Regions from separate parts of the Drosophila melanogaster genome. Here all the other regions are linked to region 1. A link is a contact called in public HiChIP or PLAC-seq data. All regions are on one chromosome and are shown on one strand. The core of a region is the stretch at or near the end of the contact, and the rest is flanking DNA. Distances in the headings are between cores, read along the strand shown.

Region 1 (3,593 bases), core at 802-3,301:
GTGGGTTTTTGGGTTGGTTAAGACAAGTGCGCTGGTGTTTGCAGAGCCGTTGTGTGCATAAGCAACGGCGATTATTGACACACCGCCGAGCGATGCCACAGCTACAGTGAGCACTCGCATTGGGCGCCTTAGACCCTAAAGAGCAATTCAAGCTCTGTAAAAACATAACTGAGCAGCAGTTGGTCCAACAGAAAATAGTTGGAATAGTTAGTTACACCGACACTCTGTAGGTTGCTGGTGTTGCATCCGCAGAGGTTTCACCGTACGTCCCACCCTGGAAAAACGCAAATCGAACTGCAGCGCGTGATTTTCGGAAGGTAAGGCCCGGAAAGTCTCGAAATCGAAATCGCCCGCCCAGAGCCACGCCCCTTTGTCAGTTGGCGGAAAACCCTTTCTGTGCGGTCGTGCGTGAAATTTAATCAAAGCAAGACTTAACCCCACGACGCCCCCCATACCAATCGGCGTCCCCTTAACCCCCATGTGAGCCATCAATGTGGCCAACAGTTTTCGGTGTCCCAAAAGTAGACGACATACAAACAACCGGAAATGTTGCACATTTGTAACTTCAGCACACTTTTCCAGAAGGAGTTGAGCGTGTGGGAAAAGTCGGAAAACTGCTCAACAGGGGACTGAGGAGTGGACGTGAAAGTTTTCCATCCGCAGCAAGTGCAAATTTCTGTCAATTGTTGTAAATGGAGTTTCCTTTCTCCTCCGAGCAGCAATTTGTTTGGTAGTGTTTAATTTTTTTACCCAAAATCAGGGGAAAGTAGTTCAATACTGGCCTCACAACAAACTGTTTTCGGGATTCACGAAAATTCAAAGTTTTAATTTCCGATAAGCAACATTTGTTGATGTTTTCGTTTGTTATAAAATAAATTTTAAGCAATAAAAAACAAAAGATACAAGCACACATAAAAGTACTTATTAACTGTAGTTAGTACTAGTTAGTTAACTTAATAATAACACGGCAAAGTTGTTAAGTTATCAGGTAGATAAGTTATACCAAAACCTATCATACTCCACATTTATTTAATTTTGTGCCAGCTTTTTGATTTGGCGCCCACTTTGCACAGGGATGCCTCCTTCGTTAGTTATCGATATTCCCTTGCAAACAGAAGAATACGCGAAAATCAAATCAGCTGAACCGCAACAACAAATGCACGTAACAGAGAAAAAACGAAAAGCAGAGGCAACGAATGGCAGAGGACAGCCAAAACGTTTATTTATAAATCATCACAGGCGACAAGAAATAAGTAATCGAAAAGAACACAATAAAAGCTAGAATGAAAAGCCCTAACAACGAGAAGTGACCATTGTCTTTGTCTTGTACTGCACCCGCTAACAAAAACAAATTTACGCTCTCTTCGCTCTCTTTGTTTTCATCGAAAGATTCGCGGTCACCGTCGCGTCACGTCATTGTTGTTGTTTTGCAGTTTCGCTTTTAATCGTCACTTTTATTTGCGGTCTACTTTGCGCTTTGGCATCTTTCTGTCACCAACAGTGGGACAAACCGAAAGCGCTGGCTCACACGTTGAATAAAAATATACATACATATTTCTAGTAGTTTTTCTGAATATGACTAAAACACAACACAACTTCAATAAATTAGGAATTAAATGTATGAATAAAACGAAATATACATACAATTGCAGTTGTTTTATTAGATATTCCAGCTAAACATTAGAACTAAGCCAAAGATAATTTTTTTGTGATGCATTGCTGTGGGATGTTATTAATTGGACGAAATCACATTTGACCATCACATTGATCGCATCACATACAAATTCAATTATTTTAAGACTTTTTAAAATTAATTTAAAAAATATGGATTTTTGTCATGTATGTAGTTGCTGTGGGGTCGCTGTGCATTCGATTACCTGGACGAAACCGCATTTGACCACCCCTCGCTAAAATGAGTTTCACTGTGCGAACTAGAACATGTGCCTCATGACATGACTGTTCAAATTCTTCGCAAAGCTCTCTTTTTGCGCTCTCTTCTGTATCTGTGTACTATCCCGCCGAAAGATCTCTCCCTCTCTCTTTTGTCTCCCGCAAACTTGCGGTTAATAAAATAAAGCACAAAAGAACAGCATACGTTGATGGGGGCGTCGTCGCCGCTCTGTCGACGTCGCTGCCTTCGTGGGGCTTTGGTCGTTGACGTAGCGTCAGTTAAAAAGCGTCGCTTGGTGGAGCTAGCAAGCGATTTTATTTATATTTTTAGACTTATTTTCTGTAATTCGCTATTTGTAAATTGTATTCGCGGTTTTTTCGCATTTCTCTTGCGACTTCTCTTTCTATCCCTCTCTCTGTGTCTTTCTGCGCGGTGCTCTTCTTCTTTTCGTTCGGCGTGGCTATTTCTTCTTTCGCCTCTTCCATTTGTTGTTGACGTCGCGTTGTTGTGCATTTAATTCTTCATTGTGGTCTGTTTTAGTCATTTTTTTTACATATTTTTTTGTAGTTGTCGTTTCAAATGTGATATAATTAGTTAAGTATTTATTTATAAAACACGCGACGCCGAGAAAAGCCAGAAAGCCCGATAAAGGGACATTGAGGATTGCTAACAAAACAACAACTACAACGATTGGCGGAAAAGAGAGCAACGCAAAGGAGCTACAAAAACAACAAAGACAAAGAGAATCAACAAATAACGGCAAAGCCCCACGCGGAGGAGCGCCAAAACGATAAGAAAAAAGTAGAGCTAAAGCAAAAGCAGAAACAGAAACAACCATAAAACAACGGAAAATGCAGAATATTATTAAACCGCGCAGATAAAATAAAATTTGTCAACCACATTGTTCGAAAGCCCCGACTAAATAAATTGAAAACAAAACTTGAAGAAAGACTATCGGACGATCTTCGAAGAAGAAATATTGCTGGGAAAATAGAACGCTCTTAAGAGAAATGAAATCAGCGAAGTTCAAATAGATTTCCAACAGGAGTTAGAAATGAATTGGATAAATTAAAGATCTCTGTGCAACTAAAAAACACATCAGAAATACGAAGAAATCAAAGAAGCATCATTACAAAAAAAAAAAAAAAATACTATTGAATTTTCACTGAATAAATACATTTAAAAGCTCTTTAGTACTTTATATATATATGAAATCAGAGAACAACTAATAACTTTAGCTTAAAAAACATAGCAAGTTAACTACGGTCGTATAAAAAATACCATATCCGGAGTCATTGTGTCTTACAACAAACAGACGATCAAAACAAAAGCGAAGAGGTCACAACTGCTGGAATAATCTGAAATCTTAGATCGGTCAATCCAAGGCACTATCCGCATATCCCTCCACGATTCAGCCACCGCTGGACCTGACTGCGGATCCCGAGTGCGAGATGGTGTACTCCACGAACATCCTGCTGGCGATAGTGACGATCCTGACGGGCGTGTTCATCTGGTCCCGGCGCACCTACGTCTACTGGCAGCGCCGGCGGGTGAAGTTCGTCCAGCCGACCCACCTGCTGGGCAACCTGAGCCGGGTGCTCCGACTGGAGGAGTCCTTTGCTCTCCAGTTGCGCCGCTTCTACTTCGACGAGCGGTTTCGCAACGAGCCCGTCGTGGGTATCTATCTGTTCCACCAGCCAGC
Region 2 (3,593 bases), core at 728-3,227, 770 kb before region 1:
TAGTTGTTGAGAACAAGCCAGCTTTATCTTGTTGTTATTTTACTCGAAAATAATGTAGATGTACATACAGCTTGTCAAGTTTTTAATGCAATTGCTTGGGTCTAGATCGTTTATATATTTTTATTGTACATCTATCACGTTGGTAAACAATAAAAATTACGCTTGTAAACCTAAACAAATTTGATTTGGAACGAAAATACTTGACAAACTGTATTAAAATTTTAATTAAAATTTAAACTACGTTTCGGTTATTCCATGAACTTCATTTCAAATCGAATTGAAATGTGTTTTTCCACTGCGGTTTTTCAACTGCAATTAGGGCTTTGAAAATTGATAATCAGAAACCACAGACCAAATTCATATGGATTAAATATGCAATGGAACAATATTAACAAGTGACCTAAAATAGATTCCGAAAAAGCCCATATTGTTTCCACCAGTTTTCCTTCTTAGATCACAGTTCCTATAAATAACTCTCTTAGCAAAGGAGTGCATGAATCAGTAGATATGAGTGAGTCGTAAATATTTTATAATATCACGAGGAGATAGTTGGCTAATCTTGAATGAGATCACTAAGAGATCCTTTATATTATTTTTTCACATAGGATGCCATATGTCATTTGCTTGATTCAGGATGTTCAGTACTTTTGATTCATTTAATTTCAAGTTTGACAATGATATGTATCATCTATTTACTTGATTAGCGATCAAATCTGTTTTCCATCTTGCGCAGCGGTTCCGTTTGATACTCTATACATATCCGATATCCTTTCATGAATGCCAATGTGTGTGCGTGATTAAATCCGCACCATGTGGACGCTCGGAACATTTGGTATATGTGCATACATACATATATATCTGCTTAGATCCTTGATCCCACATTGTTCGCGGTCCTTGTCTTCGTATTCTTCGGTTGACGCTAAGTACAACGCCAAAGTATCGTCCTTCTGTCGAGGACGCTGTTGTTGTTGCTGTTGTTGCTGTTGTTGCTGCAGCACACACCTTTGCACTTTAATTTCTGGCGTCTTGTTTAGCATCTGCGCCGGGTGTTATTTAAAAATAAAAGAGGAAGAAGAACGAGCCAGGATGAATGGTAGGGATGGGATGGTATGGAATGGTATGGGGAGGGACTCGAGAGAGCGGGTATATGTGAAGTCGACTGGCGACGGCGGCGGCGGCAGCAGCAGCGGTTTTAATGTCAATAAGACGCGGCGGCTATTGCCAGTCACTCACACCATCGATCGCCCCCTCTCGCTCGCACACTTATACACGGCCACACGGCGTGTGTGTGCACGCGGTCAGGACGTGCACACACACACTTGCGAAGCAACAGTGCCGTCCCATATCCTTCGGCTTGTTTATCCTTATTTTCTCTCAATTTCATGCTTCCTGCTCCCCTGCCGACTTGCCTCCACCTAAACCCTCTCTCTCTCTCTCCCTCTCTCACACTGAAAGAAAAGGAGCAGCCTTTTGAATCTGTAGTTCTTAATCCTTTTCATCTGCAACAGATGTCACTGCCTAACATTTTTATCTGCGCGTTTTATCTGGATCCTGTAAAAAGGAAGCTATGGTTATGCTTGCTGAAAGGTATTTTCGCCAGTGTACATACTTAGCCACCAATCGTCTCTGGCTCATTATTGTTATTACGTATACGGTAGTAAGGGTAGAAAAAGGAGTAAATATACAACTAAGGCGTTTTCGTATGCGATTTCCGAATCATCCGTTATTATTAATGGGTAAATAAAAATTCGTCTCTTAGTAGATGAGTATCTTAACGTATTGCATTGGGGAAATAACTAAAATAGTAGCGTATCTATTAAAGCACATAAAAACATTAATGAGCACTAAAGTAACCGTTAGTTATTTGACAATTTGCCTGCCTGAATGACCAAATCTGCCGTTGGTATTGTATTGTTTTTCCGAGTCCGAAAAGCTTGCAATCATGGCTTTTGCGCACTTAGGATGTGCGCACCCCTTCCGAAGACTTCCACACACACGCGGACGCACATCAGCTGGTTAATAACAATACACACACACACACACACACACACACCGATGTGTGGAACTTGTTCTGCCTGCCACGCAATTTCAAACGGCCTTGAACGGCATTTGATAGTTGCTTTCGTCGTCGGTTTTGGCACTGCCCTAGACCTGCATGCCATGCCAAGCCATGCCATCTATGGGAACCCAATCCATACCACATATCAGTACATGTACATATATGTACACACATACATACATACATATATATATATCGTATGCAGCCACTCGTGCAGCTGTTGTCAAAATAAGGGTTCGTACTGGACTATTTCAATTAGTCGCTCAGAAAAGGGGTATATTGTCTTTGGGAAAACGCGTGCAACAGGTAAAGGGGTGTGTTTGTGGCATTATAATAGACGAGTTTCTGATCAGTAGCAACAGCTTTGTAATATATATGAAATATATGTATGTATTATGTATGCTTCAATGCTTCACAATTGTTGGTGCATATGCAGTACAGGATATAATTGAGGTATGTGTACATACATATGTACATACGTACATAGAAAGGATGTTAAAGCTGATAGGTTCCTTTCATCCGTTCGATTGGACTTTTCTGCATATTAGACGATATGATCTATACACTTATGTATATTACTTAATAATTAAAAGGAGAGGACGGCACTACGTTTAACTTGAACACAGGTGCACAACATACAGACGTTCATATATCCATATGTATATATGTGTACGTACCATGGATTTTGTCCAAAATTTGCATTTTGCAGCTGCACAACAACAGTTGAAAGCGATTCAAGTCAAGTCCGAGTCAAGTCGAGTCGAATGAAATTGATTCGATTGGCAACTCATAAATAAACATGAGCTGGGGAGATCGTTAAACGAACATGCTTGCTGCACCGCCCCTCTCCGTCCCACAAAAGATTCGCATTCTCCTAAAACCCATACAATCTATACAAACCATAAAGAATCGACCTAACTGTGGCAATATTGTAAATGCAATTAACTGTAGTTCTCTGCCGCCGCGCTGCGCAATTGAATGTCGGCCATTGGATAATCGAGGGGTTTGGGGAACTGGGACCACCATATAGGGGCAGTTAGCACGCGTCAACTCTATATAGCTATAAAACACGGCAAAGATACAAATACGGCAGTATTATCTATTCGAATCTTACTATTGGGATTCAGCGGGATACCAGAAGAAAGCATTGCTTTTGCAATCAAAAATCACCAAAAGTATAAAAATACTATCATAACTAGCCATGCGGATCTTACAAATCCAACGCTTGAACCATTGACCATTATTTTCTTACGTCGGATAAATTTGTTTTCAAAAAAAAAAAAAAAAAAGACTTCGTACCATCTTGTTTTAATATGTGACAGGAAGTTTGGTTTTAAATGTGCGGATTAGATTAGATACACGGTCATATCCCTTATCTATTTCACTTGAATTATTGTAATAAGTTATCTGTTGATATACTCGGAATTTCACTTAAGATGTGAACTTTACGTTGTGTTCTTTTACAATCGATCGAACGATCATAGATGAAATGTGATGATTAGCGGGCCCATAAAAGCGTTCTTTCTGAAGAAAC
Region 3 (3,593 bases), core at 729-3,228, 690 kb after region 1:
CTTCCGGTACAGATCGCCGTAGAACTCCTGGCGCATATAGATGCGCTGATTGGGTGTGGCGCTCTGATACATCGAATCCAGCAGCCCACTGCCGATGCTGTGTCCGGCCAAACGCACTATATGTCCGTACAGGCTGTCCACCAGCTTGGCTTTGGTGGCTGGCGCACCGTACTTGAGCATCCGTTGCACGCAGAACTGGGCGTATTTCGACTGGCACATCTCCACGGTGAAGGGAAGCAGCTTCTCAGAGATCTCGGCCCGCAGAGCTGGCGACGCGTACTTTAGCATGCTCTGGATCACGCGGGCGGTGTCGTGGGCCTTCACCACCTTTGAAATAGTGTCGCCCACGTTGAGCACCTTGTATATCTGCTCCACCAGCTTGTCCTTGTTCTCCGTTCGGCGGCTGCAAGACAAGCACCAAATTATGTTGATATATATATATCAGAGCAATAGGATTTGCGCATTCATTAGTTGTAATTTTACGAAAAAAAAAAAAAACGCGACAGAGGATAGAGCTGGTTTGTTTATGACCAAACAAAACAGCATGCGCTAAATAGGCGTCTTTGGAATCTACGCTCTTGGTTCTAACTCAACATTTATACAGAAATACAAGGCTATATTAACTTAGTTTTGATACTGATCAAAATGCTTAACTAGCTATTATTGTTTCAAGAACATGAATAAAATGTTTGGTGTTTTTGAATTCGAACCAAGTGGCAATGTTCGGTTTTTCCACGAACAGGTGCTTCGTTTTGGGATCCACATGGCCATGTTTATCGATATCTTGTCCTTTAAGGAACCAAAATGACTTATAATTATTAAAACTATATCGTATAGATTGATGCCTTATGAAATTTAAACAACTTTGTACGTTCTGAATGTACATAAGTGCATGAAAGAGCCCGATTTTGTTGAGCTATCATAATTTGTATAGGTAATTTGAGCGCTAAGGATGATAATAACCGATTGTTTGGGCTGTTCATCGTGTTTTTGGGGATGCTCACCATCGCAACTTCTCGTGGATCTGGTTGGCCTCCTTGCTGATCTCGTAGGTGTCCTTGGCACTCTTGCGCTTCAGCTTGAGGTCCTTCTTCTCCTTCTTGAACTTGTTCCAGTCCTGTTTCTCGCCCTCCGCCGGCGCCTGTGGCTGTGTTTGTGGTTTTCCGCGGAACTTGTTGCCACCAAGCCTCTTGTCGCCGGTGGCTCCGGATTTGTCAAACTTCTTGAAGCCACCGGGCCCAGACTTGTCGAACTTCTTGGCACCACCAGCGCCTGGCTTTACAAACGACTTGCCTGCTCCTCCGCCGAATTTGTCGAACTTCCTGGCGCCTCCTGCTCCACCGGGCTTAAACTTCTGTCCGTTGGCGCGCTTGCCGGACGATTCATGGGCCTTGAGGGGCGAGGCCGTGTTGGCCACGTTAGCAGGTCCTTTCGGCTCCGAGCTAACCATCTTTGCTGCGTTTTCTTGGACACTACAACTAAATAACAGCAAATGTTTTTGCCAAAAAAGCGAACTACACGTGCTGCTGATGCAGAGTGACCAGATTGTTGCAGTATACCCAAGCTGTGTAAATACCAAAATCTGGTATTTTCGTTCCACATACAGTAAGTATCAATGAAGTGCTTCTATTTGTTTAAAATTTAACTCAAGTTAATGCGTTCAGTTCAATTTGACTTTCCATTTGAAAGCGGCTAAAAAATAATAATCCATGTCTAAATATTAAATTTAAACTCTTCCTAAACTAAGCTCCTCAATGTTGATTACTTGTTATAGAAGGTCAAATAATTTTATGCATGTATTTGCGTCGTTTTATGAATATATGTATGTATTCATTCCCAAAAACATATTAGAATTGGTCTAAAAATTGAAGGTACCGATTTTTCATTAACGGCACTTGCCAACACTGGCTTTGCGGGGTAGCAGCCGTGTTTCTCGCGCTGGCAACCCTGTCCGGCAGAGTTCACGCACTCGGGCAACCTTGTCGTTGGAGGTGTTCGCGAACGTCGACAACCCTAGCGGCAACAGTTAAAAAATGGTGTGAAACGGCGACGGAGAACGCGGCGTGCAACTGTTGGAAGCCACTGCTTGGTCCTCGTTTTGGTCCCGGGTTCTGGTCCTCCTATTGATCTCCATCTCCGCCCGGCCACCAGCTCGAAAGCGCACCTACACATCATAGTTTCCATAGACAGTCCCAGTTCCACATCCACTCCCCCGCCAGCCAGCCAACAACAACAAAAACAACAACAGCAAGAGAAACAACTCAGAAGTCGAAAGGAATCTGGGAACTCCTGCGACTCCCCCGCGCAATGGGCACCATCTCATCCGTGCTGCAGTGGTCGTGCACCAAATGTAACACTATCAATCCCACGGAGTCGCTCAAGTGCTTCAATTGCGGCACCGTCCGCAAGGTGTTCCCCCAACAACAGCAGCAGCAGCATCGCAGCAGCAGCATCACCGCCTCCTGGACAGCTGATGATGCACTGGAGCAGGAGCAGGCGGAGAAGGGGCAGGAGAGGGACAAGGAGAAGGGCAGGGCGGCGGTTGCCAGGTAAGCGAAGCGGTCGCCACAAAAACAAACAGCCTGTATGCCTCCTCTGCGAGGATGTGCCTGTGTGTGTCTGTGTCTGTATGCGTGTGTGTGTGTGTGTATGTGGGCGCCAGTGGTGGCATCCAATTGGAGGACAAAAGCGCTAGCTAAAATCATGTCGCATATGGTAATGTGTATAGAAATCGGTGGCGTTTTCAAATCCAACTTTTTTCGCACACACATTGTATGCACACTTTGGAAAATATACAAATACACAAATATGTACATACTTTCATCGGTAAAATTCGTCAATCAAAAACCTTAACTTTCAAAGAATAATAATACCAAAAGCTTACCAACGTAAGCTCCTATGCTGAACTTTAATATCCAAAGAGCAGACCGAGTAAATCTTAGTAAATTTTATAGTTCTCACTAACCCTTTTGTGCATAATGAAACTTAAAGAATAAGAAAACAATGAAATCGGTTAGGAAAATCCTGATTAACTATCCATAGGAATAACTCGAATGGGAGTATAGGAATAAGTTGAAAGATTTTTATATTACGAACTTAAGTTTCGAAAGGCTAGGAAAAGGTACAGTGTGTACAAGTACACAGTTCAAAAGTCTAGCTTTAAAAGCCAAGCCGTCGGCACTGGTGATTGTCCCTGAGCGTGTGTGTGTGTGTGTGTGTGTGTGTGCGCGAGTGTGTGTATGTGAGAGCATGTATACACAGCAGAGGCAGAAGCAACAACAAAACAGCCGAGGAGCAGCGAGAATTGGGGAAAATCGATTTGGATAAAGAAGCATTGTTTACAAGTTTATCGATTCGCGAACTCGCTCGGCGATCTGAAGAGCAAAAGAGGTGTAGGAACAACTTCCGAGTCGAGCGGACGAGCGGAGAGTAGGAAAATGGCCAGTCATTGAGATAACCTTTGCGGTCAGGAAGTGGGGAAAGCCCAAACAGCTCAAGAACACCGAATCCCATCCAAACCCGACGAAAAACGAAAAACCCCATTTCCCTATTTTGCAGGAGCGAGTACAAGCATGTGTACAAGTCCCTGCTGC
Region 4 (3,593 bases), core at 816-3,315, 650 kb after region 1:
AAAAGTGAAAGGTAAGCTATGAGATGCATATATTGTAGCATATGTAGCTGGCATATATATTATATAGAAATTTAAAATAAAGCAATGTCAGCGGGGCAGAGTTTTAGACACAACCTTCGATAGCTCAGTTGGTAGAGCGGTGGACTGTAGACGGTTTCATATTGAATGCAGAATACAGAGCAGAGATCCATAGGTCGCTGGTTCAAGTCCGGCTCGAAGGATTGTTCTTTTTTTTTGGCCCCGACACGCTCCGAAATGCCATAATTCGCCCAGGGCGATCTTGAATCATAAAACGAGTATTAGACTCTAGGGCCCCCAATAGCAATACGATGCGGAATGTTGATATGGATTGTTTCACAGAATGTACCGAAAGCAATAAGAGCTCCATTCATCACGAGGACCTCTCTCTCACCTGCTGACTAATTTGGAACGATGAATCACCGAGTGTCTTTAATGGCACCTGACATTTTGACATGTGACGCACATAAAAGAAGGAGTACTGTACTATCGCCAACTGATTGGCCAATCTAACGGCCCATGTAGCATTTCTCGTGCACAGTGGATTGCGGTGATAATAGTGGCATTATCATGAATTCAATAAACCCACAGCAGGCTACCCATTCACTTCCCAAGGGTCTGAAGAGCAATCTGTTAAACTCGCTGTTGATCGATACAAGGAAGTTTGACAGCTAACAACAAACACGTGTAAAGTTGAAAGACTTAGTCATACTAGCAATATCTTTGCAAGAACATACTGTCATACAAAGCTCTCTTAAGATAACAATGAGGAATGCCCTTGTTTTTGATTTGAAAAGAAAATTTTCAATCGAAAATGAGAATATGTATATCCCCAATGATCGTGAATCACATTTTAATAACATGGAACTAGCCATGGAAAATTAGATAATGTTCAATTACTCTTGCACTTACCCCGTGAACGTTTTGAAGGCAATAATTGCAATTGCAACTCTGTTTGTTTTGTACTGTTTGTTGTTCTTGCGATTAAGTGAGAGCCCACTTAGTGATAAAAATTACATCGACATTGAAAATTACTGCATAATCAATTGCCAATCAAATTGCTGCAATTGCGATTAATTATTTATGCTGACGCTTTGCCCTTTTTGCACTCGTATTTGCACTGTCACTGAAATTGGAATATATTAGAAGGATAACAAAAACAAAATGTTTTACATAAACAGGGTTGCACAGCTTCGGTTCATCAAATTAGGCCCTGAACCAGGATTCTTTTAACTAATTTAAAGCAAACACTCTTGAACCTCTTCGGTTGATTTCAAATATTTTTGAATTAATTTTGCAAAAATTTACATACATATGCATATATATTAACAAAAAAGAAATTATAATATGAGTTTTCACTTCACTTTTATGAATACTTAAATTAATATATATATTTATTTACATATGCACAGAGTTATGAAAAGATAAACATAAAACTTCAAGAAATTTAGTTGTTTCCTTAAAATATAATGCATACGTAGGTTTCTTCGTTAAGGGTGTTATTAAATTCAAACTCTTGCGATCACATTTAGCAGCCCATTCCCCAACGGTCAAAGTTCAACGGCGGTGCCGTCTAACTGTAAATATGACTGCATCACTTGGGGATGCGCATGCAACAATTCACGCCCGGGAAAATGTGTGTATGCACCGTTATACAGACAAACCGTGCAAGTGTGTGCTTGCGTTTTGGCAAAGATATCCAGCAACAACTACGAACCGGCGAATTTGCGGCAATAATTCGGATTTCGCCCACTGTGCGGCTGTCTAATGATTATTCCGCACTAACACCGCGAAACATAAACAATATATACATATGTGCGCTGTACGAATATTTAGCTTTTATTAGTTTTTATCTCTTGCTGCGTCATTGAGCTGACCAAAAGTTCATAATAATCGATTAGTAAAACGCCGTCCGCACTTCTATTTAATATTTTTCATATCAATAATTTGCCTGATTTGTTTTTAGGGGCTTAACAGCTGTTGTTAACACACACTGAAACACACAAGAAAATAATGATAAGCTAATAGTACTTCTAACGCCGCCGGAGATGCCAAACAAAATGAAACGAAACGAACTGTTAGGCAGCTAATAACAACAATGAGAGCGGAGAGAGCAGAGCACAGAGCTGAGCTGAGCAGTTAGATTCTAGCTTTGGTCTACTTTGCGGTAGATTTAGTTCTATGATAAGTAACGCTCAACATTTTTTAAACGGACTAACAAAATCTTTCTAGAATAGACGAAATTCATTATTATTGGGTTTCAAAGAAGAAGCATCACGCAAATAATAGCAATTTTTTATTCATTCTGAGTTTGTGCAGCCTTTAAAGCAGCTTTTTTGAAGCAAAAATCTGGGCAGCACTAGCGGTAACAAAGAGAACGAATAACAACTGTTACGTCAGCTGGCATTGAAAGTAAGAGCTAGAAATATTCTAACGCCAAAAATATAAGCATCGATTATTGGTCTATCGATAACGGACGCGCGCGCTAATGGACAAAGTTCAAAATCTATTTTGAAAGTAGTTTCAAATCTACGTAAAGCGTAGTATTTATTTTTAAATAGTATCCTTGCCAAAAACTCTAAACTCAAAAGCTCGCACTAAGTACTCTAATAATGTAGTTTTTAATCTCAATGTTGGTCCTGCAGCTAAACTGTCTGTTCATCAATTAATTATCAATTGCTAGTCGGAAATGTGTCAAAGAAACGAGCACGCAAATGAAAAATGAATGCGGGCACGTGCAGAGCTTCCCAGAACCTATGAACTTCCCCAGGGATTATTATTATTTATGCAAAGCCACACGTGTGGAACCAGCAAAGTTCTCATTTCTTGAAAGCGGGTAAGCCCACATTTCCAAGGCCCTGCGTCTGGACAACTGAGGCCAGACATTGACCTCCGCATGAGTCAGCTGATTTGGTTAATTTTTAGTTATTTTAAATTGTTCTCCCATTTAAAACATTTTTAAATAACTGCTGGAAAATTAATCAATTTTACATTTGAACACTGTTTAGAAACGTATAATGGTATATAATGGTATAATAAACGCCTTCCCCAATAAGTGCTCGGAACTACTTTTTTGCTCTGCCCTTTTTGGGGGACGTCGTGTCCAGGGGAAGCGGACCCTCCGTCTGGACGAGGTGGTGCTTCAACTGGGCCCGGGTCTCCTGCACCTGGGCCACCACACTCATCATGTCCGCCTGGTAAATGCAGTAGTCGCTCACGTTGAGACGCAATTTGTTCTTCTCCATTGCGCCATACAGGAATGAGTAAACGATGTGGCCCACTGGCACGTAGAATTTGAACCAATTGTTAAGTCGACCTCTGAAACATACACGACAACATTAAAAGTAAATTATTATGAAATCTTTTTTAAAAGCGAATTTAAATCAACTCAATAGTTATTTAAGTATCGGTCGAATAAATGTGGAGCCTATGCTTTAATGATATAGGAAAATTCATATAGGAAACTTACACTAGCTCTGATCTATTGTGCAGGAAGTTGACGAACTTGGCCAAATTTTCCACATCCTTACGCAAACTGATGGAGAAAAAAATGCATTATATTATTATTATTATCC
Region 5 (3,593 bases), core at 428-2,927, 620 kb after region 1:
CATGATTAGCACTTAACGGCTGCCATCCTGAGTATATTTAAGATTTGCACTTATTTCCGATTAAATGTTCACACTTAGGATAGGAACCGATCTGCGCGCAACGTCTCGAACTCTAATGAATTTCCCGCCGTGTAAAGTGGAGACTGGGAGCCTTTGGAGACCTCGCTGTTTGAAGCCCCTTTGCTGTTCCCCGATCCCCGGCGAGGGTCCTTCATGCTGGGCCCCCGGAACACGCGATATTACTGGGGGGGAATATACACATACATATGTATATGCAGGAGAAGGAGCGGGGTCTACATACTATATGTACATATATTCCGGGGAATGCAAAGGGGTCTAAAACGACGACGGTGGGCATGGCTGACTTTATTCTGACGGACTGTTGCGTGTTTTGGAGCCAACAACTGCGATGTACTCGTTGCCATTGTTGTCGCCGTTGTTGTTGCTGTTGTTTTTGTTACTTTGTTGTTGCGGCTTCCATTTACTTTCTATTGTATTATATTTTATATGCTTTGACAAAGCCCCAAGCCACTTAGACAAACTGCTTCAACTTTCTGCCCGGCTCTTGTTGCTGTTTATTATTGTTATTTAATGTTTATAGTTCGCCGAACAAGACGCGATATGTGGGTGGTTTCAGGCGGCATCACCCCTTCCCTTTCGGAGGCGTTGGGAAAGGGATTATTAGCCATGTATATTAGATGACGTTACACGACCCGGCCTACAAAAGAAACACGAAGAACCTCCGAGGAAATTGCTAGACAAAGTGGAACACTCAACACTGATCATCGCAATTAGTATGTCCCCATTTAAAGCATGGCTCTTGCATTACAGAGTTTAGGTTTAGAATTAAGTGACAAATAATTCAAATGATTTTTCCAGTATAATTAATACACTGAAGACGTCTTCGCATTAATGCGTTCAAGTCTTTTAAACCTCTTTAACTAACGTTTTGCGTTTGGAACGTTAAGAAAATATGTTTGACCATTTTAGATTTTTCAAAAAGAAAATTTAAAAACTTTTCTCCTAACAAGTTCAATGGCATAATTCGGCAATTTAAACACTGAGCCTGTGAGTTGAAAGCGTTTCCGAAATTCTTAAGCGCTTAGCAAAATTTTTTTTTTTTTTAATTGATATCCATCAATAAAATCAGCTAAAAAAAACAACATTCGAATTGCTAATTAGCAAGAGAGAGAAACGAATTAGAAAAGGCAAAGCAGAGATGACGATCACGATCACGATCTCACACACTCGAAAAAAACTATATATGCAAATATGTTTTAATTGAGCACAACAACAATGGCAACAACGTTGGCGGCACAGATTGGATTCACTTTGTTTTTAGCACTTTTTCGCAGAAAAAATGATTTAATGGCACAAAAACGAAAAAAAGAACAACACAATAAAAAAAAATTTCAGTTGTGAGAAAAAATCCCAAATCATTAGCACTTTAATTGTATTTTGGGTTTATTTTCAGTTTTTTTTTTCGTTAGTTTTTCTTTTTTTGTTTTCTTTTGATTCGAAACGCGTTTCGTGAAATCACCGGCTTACGTACGTTTATAATTTGCGTCAAAATCGCTGAGAACTGCGTTCGTTGTGGGAGCTAAAAATTAAACCGTCGGGAGCCCAACTGACACCTTCAGTGCTTCGTTTTGCACTGAGCGCCAACGCAGCGCCAGTGTAGCGCCAAAAACCGGTTCGGCTCCACGTTCAACGGCTCATGGGGACTCGGGCATCTTCGGCAATTTGGCCTTCGTGCCCGCATCGCATCATCTCGCTCTTTCCCTTGCTCCCGTTCAGCCTTCCTCCTACCATACCCTGCCCTCGCCGTTGCACCAACGCGATTTCAATGCCAAGCCAAAGCAGATGTTACCAGCGTGGATTTTGTTGTTTTGATTTTTTGTCGCGCTCGCACGTGCGCGAGTGTGTGCGTTTTTGTTTTGTTGGTGGCAAGTGCAACGCTTTCGAATACCGTGTAACTTCAGATAGCTCTGATAGAATGAATTTAGAACTATAGCGATCAGCCTAATAACTGTAGTGTTTATTTCAGAAGAAATAAATACATATGTACATATGTATGACAGGAACATAGAACTTCAAAAATACACATTTCATAAGCATTGACCAAAACACACGACACAGCAGTGATTTGAAATTTACACTTCCTTCAATAAGTAAACTTACATACCTAACTGATGTAGCAGAATCAATATTCGCTTACCATATTGCGGTTGTAACAGATTATAACTTATCCCATCTTTAGATTTTCAATAGATTCATTCTGAAAGCCAAACAAATAAATTAATTGGTATCAAAGTTCAGAATCACATCACTTCCTGCATACCCTGCATATTTACCACTAACGGCACTTACTCACACCGGAGTAAAAAGAAAAAGAAGGCAAAGAAGAAAAAGCAGAAACGCCAGTTAAAAGAAAGTTGGCAGCGCTATGATTTTAATTGGGAATCGTTTATGGGACAGAGATTTTTCTAATCCAAATGAGTTATTCGGTCATTAGTAAAGCTATTAGGGTTCCCTCCCGCTCATGATGTCTCTCACTCCCACCCTTGATCACTCTGCTGACGGTATCTTTTTTATACCCTATATGAGGGATTCATAAATATGGTTTCCCTTATTTTTTCAGAAGCTTTTAACTTTTGGTTTGCTGGCACGTTAAATATATGTACATACAAATGTATGTACATACATGCATACATTGTGTACAATAAATACCGATCCAGGCTATTCAGCACAATAAACAATACTTTTTTGGTAAGGAACTTTAAGATTCGGTCAGATTTCGCTTCTCTTCCTATTGTAACATTTATGTACATACATATGTATGTATGTACATATATATGTATTTTCAGTTGTTGTTGTTGTCATAAGCAAGGCAGAACGAATTTTTCAAGTTCAACATGTCGCCGCTTATTTTAATTTTAATCACACAACACAAAACATGAGCCGTGGTTATTGCTGTTGTTGTGGCTTTTTGTGTTACATTTTAATGTTATGCGGCCTTTGTTTGTTTGTTTATGCACACAAAACATTTATAAAAGTGCCCCAGGGTGGACTTCAATTGTTCCTAAAATTTAAGGTCATGCGGTGCAGTTTATAGGAAATTATTTAAGGCGAAACTGAATTTCCAACACATGTGCGTTTTGAACAGAAATAATTAATATAAATGATTATCATTTTAATAAAAACAATTAATCATGTACTTGTTTATTAAATAATGCTAATGCATAAATGGCTTTTTCAAACTTTTTTAAATTTGTTTAGGTATTTCCGATCTTTTCCTTTCAAATTCCACCCCAAATGACGCATATTTTATGGGATTTTTTCTGGCTTTTCTTATTTAGACTTTTGGGCCCTTAATGTCCTCTATGAGATATTATGTGCCATGCACACACACTAGCACATATCCAAAGATAACTGTAATGTTGTAATGTAGTCCATTTGCGACAAATATGCGCACCCAAAAAATGCTCCTCGGACAATGGCTGAAATTGTTCGCATATTCATGACCGAATTACCCACATTCGGCTGGCGAGTGAGCGAGAGGAGAGACCCTCCAGTGTGAGCGAGAGGGATGA

Evidence for each region. HiChIP or PLAC-seq counts read pairs in DNA pulled down with a chosen protein or histone mark.
Region 2: a contact with region 1 is called in a Psq HiChIP or PLAC-seq map of the Kc167 cell line, with 2.8 times the contacts expected there. The contact joins the promoter of amn here to the promoter of Cyp6v1 in region 1. A contact is called at or near these places in 6 of 107 Hi-C or Micro-C datasets (the Kc167 cell line, eye imaginal disc and wing imaginal disc) and 2 of 6 datasets of contacts at active chromatin or transcription factors (both in the Kc167 cell line).
Region 3: a Psq HiChIP or PLAC-seq map of the Kc167 cell line shows a contact between it and region 1, with 5 times the contacts expected there. The contact joins the promoter of sol here to the promoter of Cyp6v1 in region 1. A contact is called at or near these places in 2 of 107 Hi-C or Micro-C datasets (both in the Kc167 cell line) and 1 of 6 datasets of contacts at active chromatin or transcription factors (the Kc167 cell line).
Region 4: a contact with region 1 is called in a Psq HiChIP or PLAC-seq map of the Kc167 cell line, with 5 times the contacts expected there. The contact joins the promoter of Abca3 here to the promoter of Cyp6v1 in region 1. A contact is called at or near these places in 2 of 6 datasets of contacts at active chromatin or transcription factors (both in the Kc167 cell line).
Region 5: a contact with region 1 is called in a Psq HiChIP or PLAC-seq map of the Kc167 cell line, with 3 times the contacts expected there. The contact joins the promoter of Mnr here to the promoter of Cyp6v1 in region 1. A contact is called at or near these places in 2 of 107 Hi-C or Micro-C datasets (the Kc167 cell line and the ML-DmBG3-c2 cell line) and 2 of 6 datasets of contacts at active chromatin or transcription factors (both in the Kc167 cell line).

Annotation. Positions count from the first base shown.
Region 1 is chrX:20,655,071-20,658,663 of dm6, forward strand. It overlaps Cyp6v1 (Cytochrome P450 6v1), which reads left to right and starts at 2,052. Exons shown (of 4, transcript NM_001298570.1): 1 at 2,052-2,232; 2 at 2,459-3,593. The coding sequence starts at 3,343. It also overlaps asRNA:CR45466.
Region 2 is chrX:19,888,083-19,891,675 of dm6, forward strand. It overlaps amn (amnesiac), which reads right to left and starts at 1,978. Exons shown (of 1, transcript NM_078692.2): 1 at 1-1,978. The region is part of intron 4 of Hers (Histone gene-specific Epigenetic Repressor in late S phase); the gene reads left to right.
Region 3 is chrX:21,348,302-21,351,894 of dm6, forward strand. It overlaps sol (small optic lobes), which reads left to right and starts at 1,979. Exons shown (of 9, transcript NM_057390.6): 1 at 1,979-2,549; 2 at 3,559-3,593. The coding sequence starts at 2,308. It overlaps peng (penguin), which reads right to left and starts at 1,542. Exons shown (of 5, transcript NM_078705.3): 1 at 1,005-1,542; 2 at 1-403. The coding sequence starts at 1,450.
Region 4 is chrX:21,304,600-21,308,192 of dm6, forward strand. It overlaps Abca3 (ATP binding cassette subfamily A member 3), which reads right to left and starts at 2,066. Exons shown (of 13, transcript NM_134601.3): 1 at 1,736-2,066; 2 at 931-1,144. CG1801 reads right to left here. Exons shown (of 14, transcript NM_167739.3): 13 at 3,488-3,553; 14 at 2,987-3,336. The coding sequence ends at 3,084. It overlaps tRNA:Tyr-GTA-2-1 (transfer RNA:Tyrosine-GTA 2-1), which reads left to right and starts at 114; the gene lies at 114-221.
Region 5 is chrX:21,279,494-21,283,086 of dm6, forward strand. It overlaps Mnr (Membrane-bound Notch regulator), which reads right to left and starts at 1,678. Exons shown (of 6, transcript NM_167735.2): 1 at 1,553-1,678.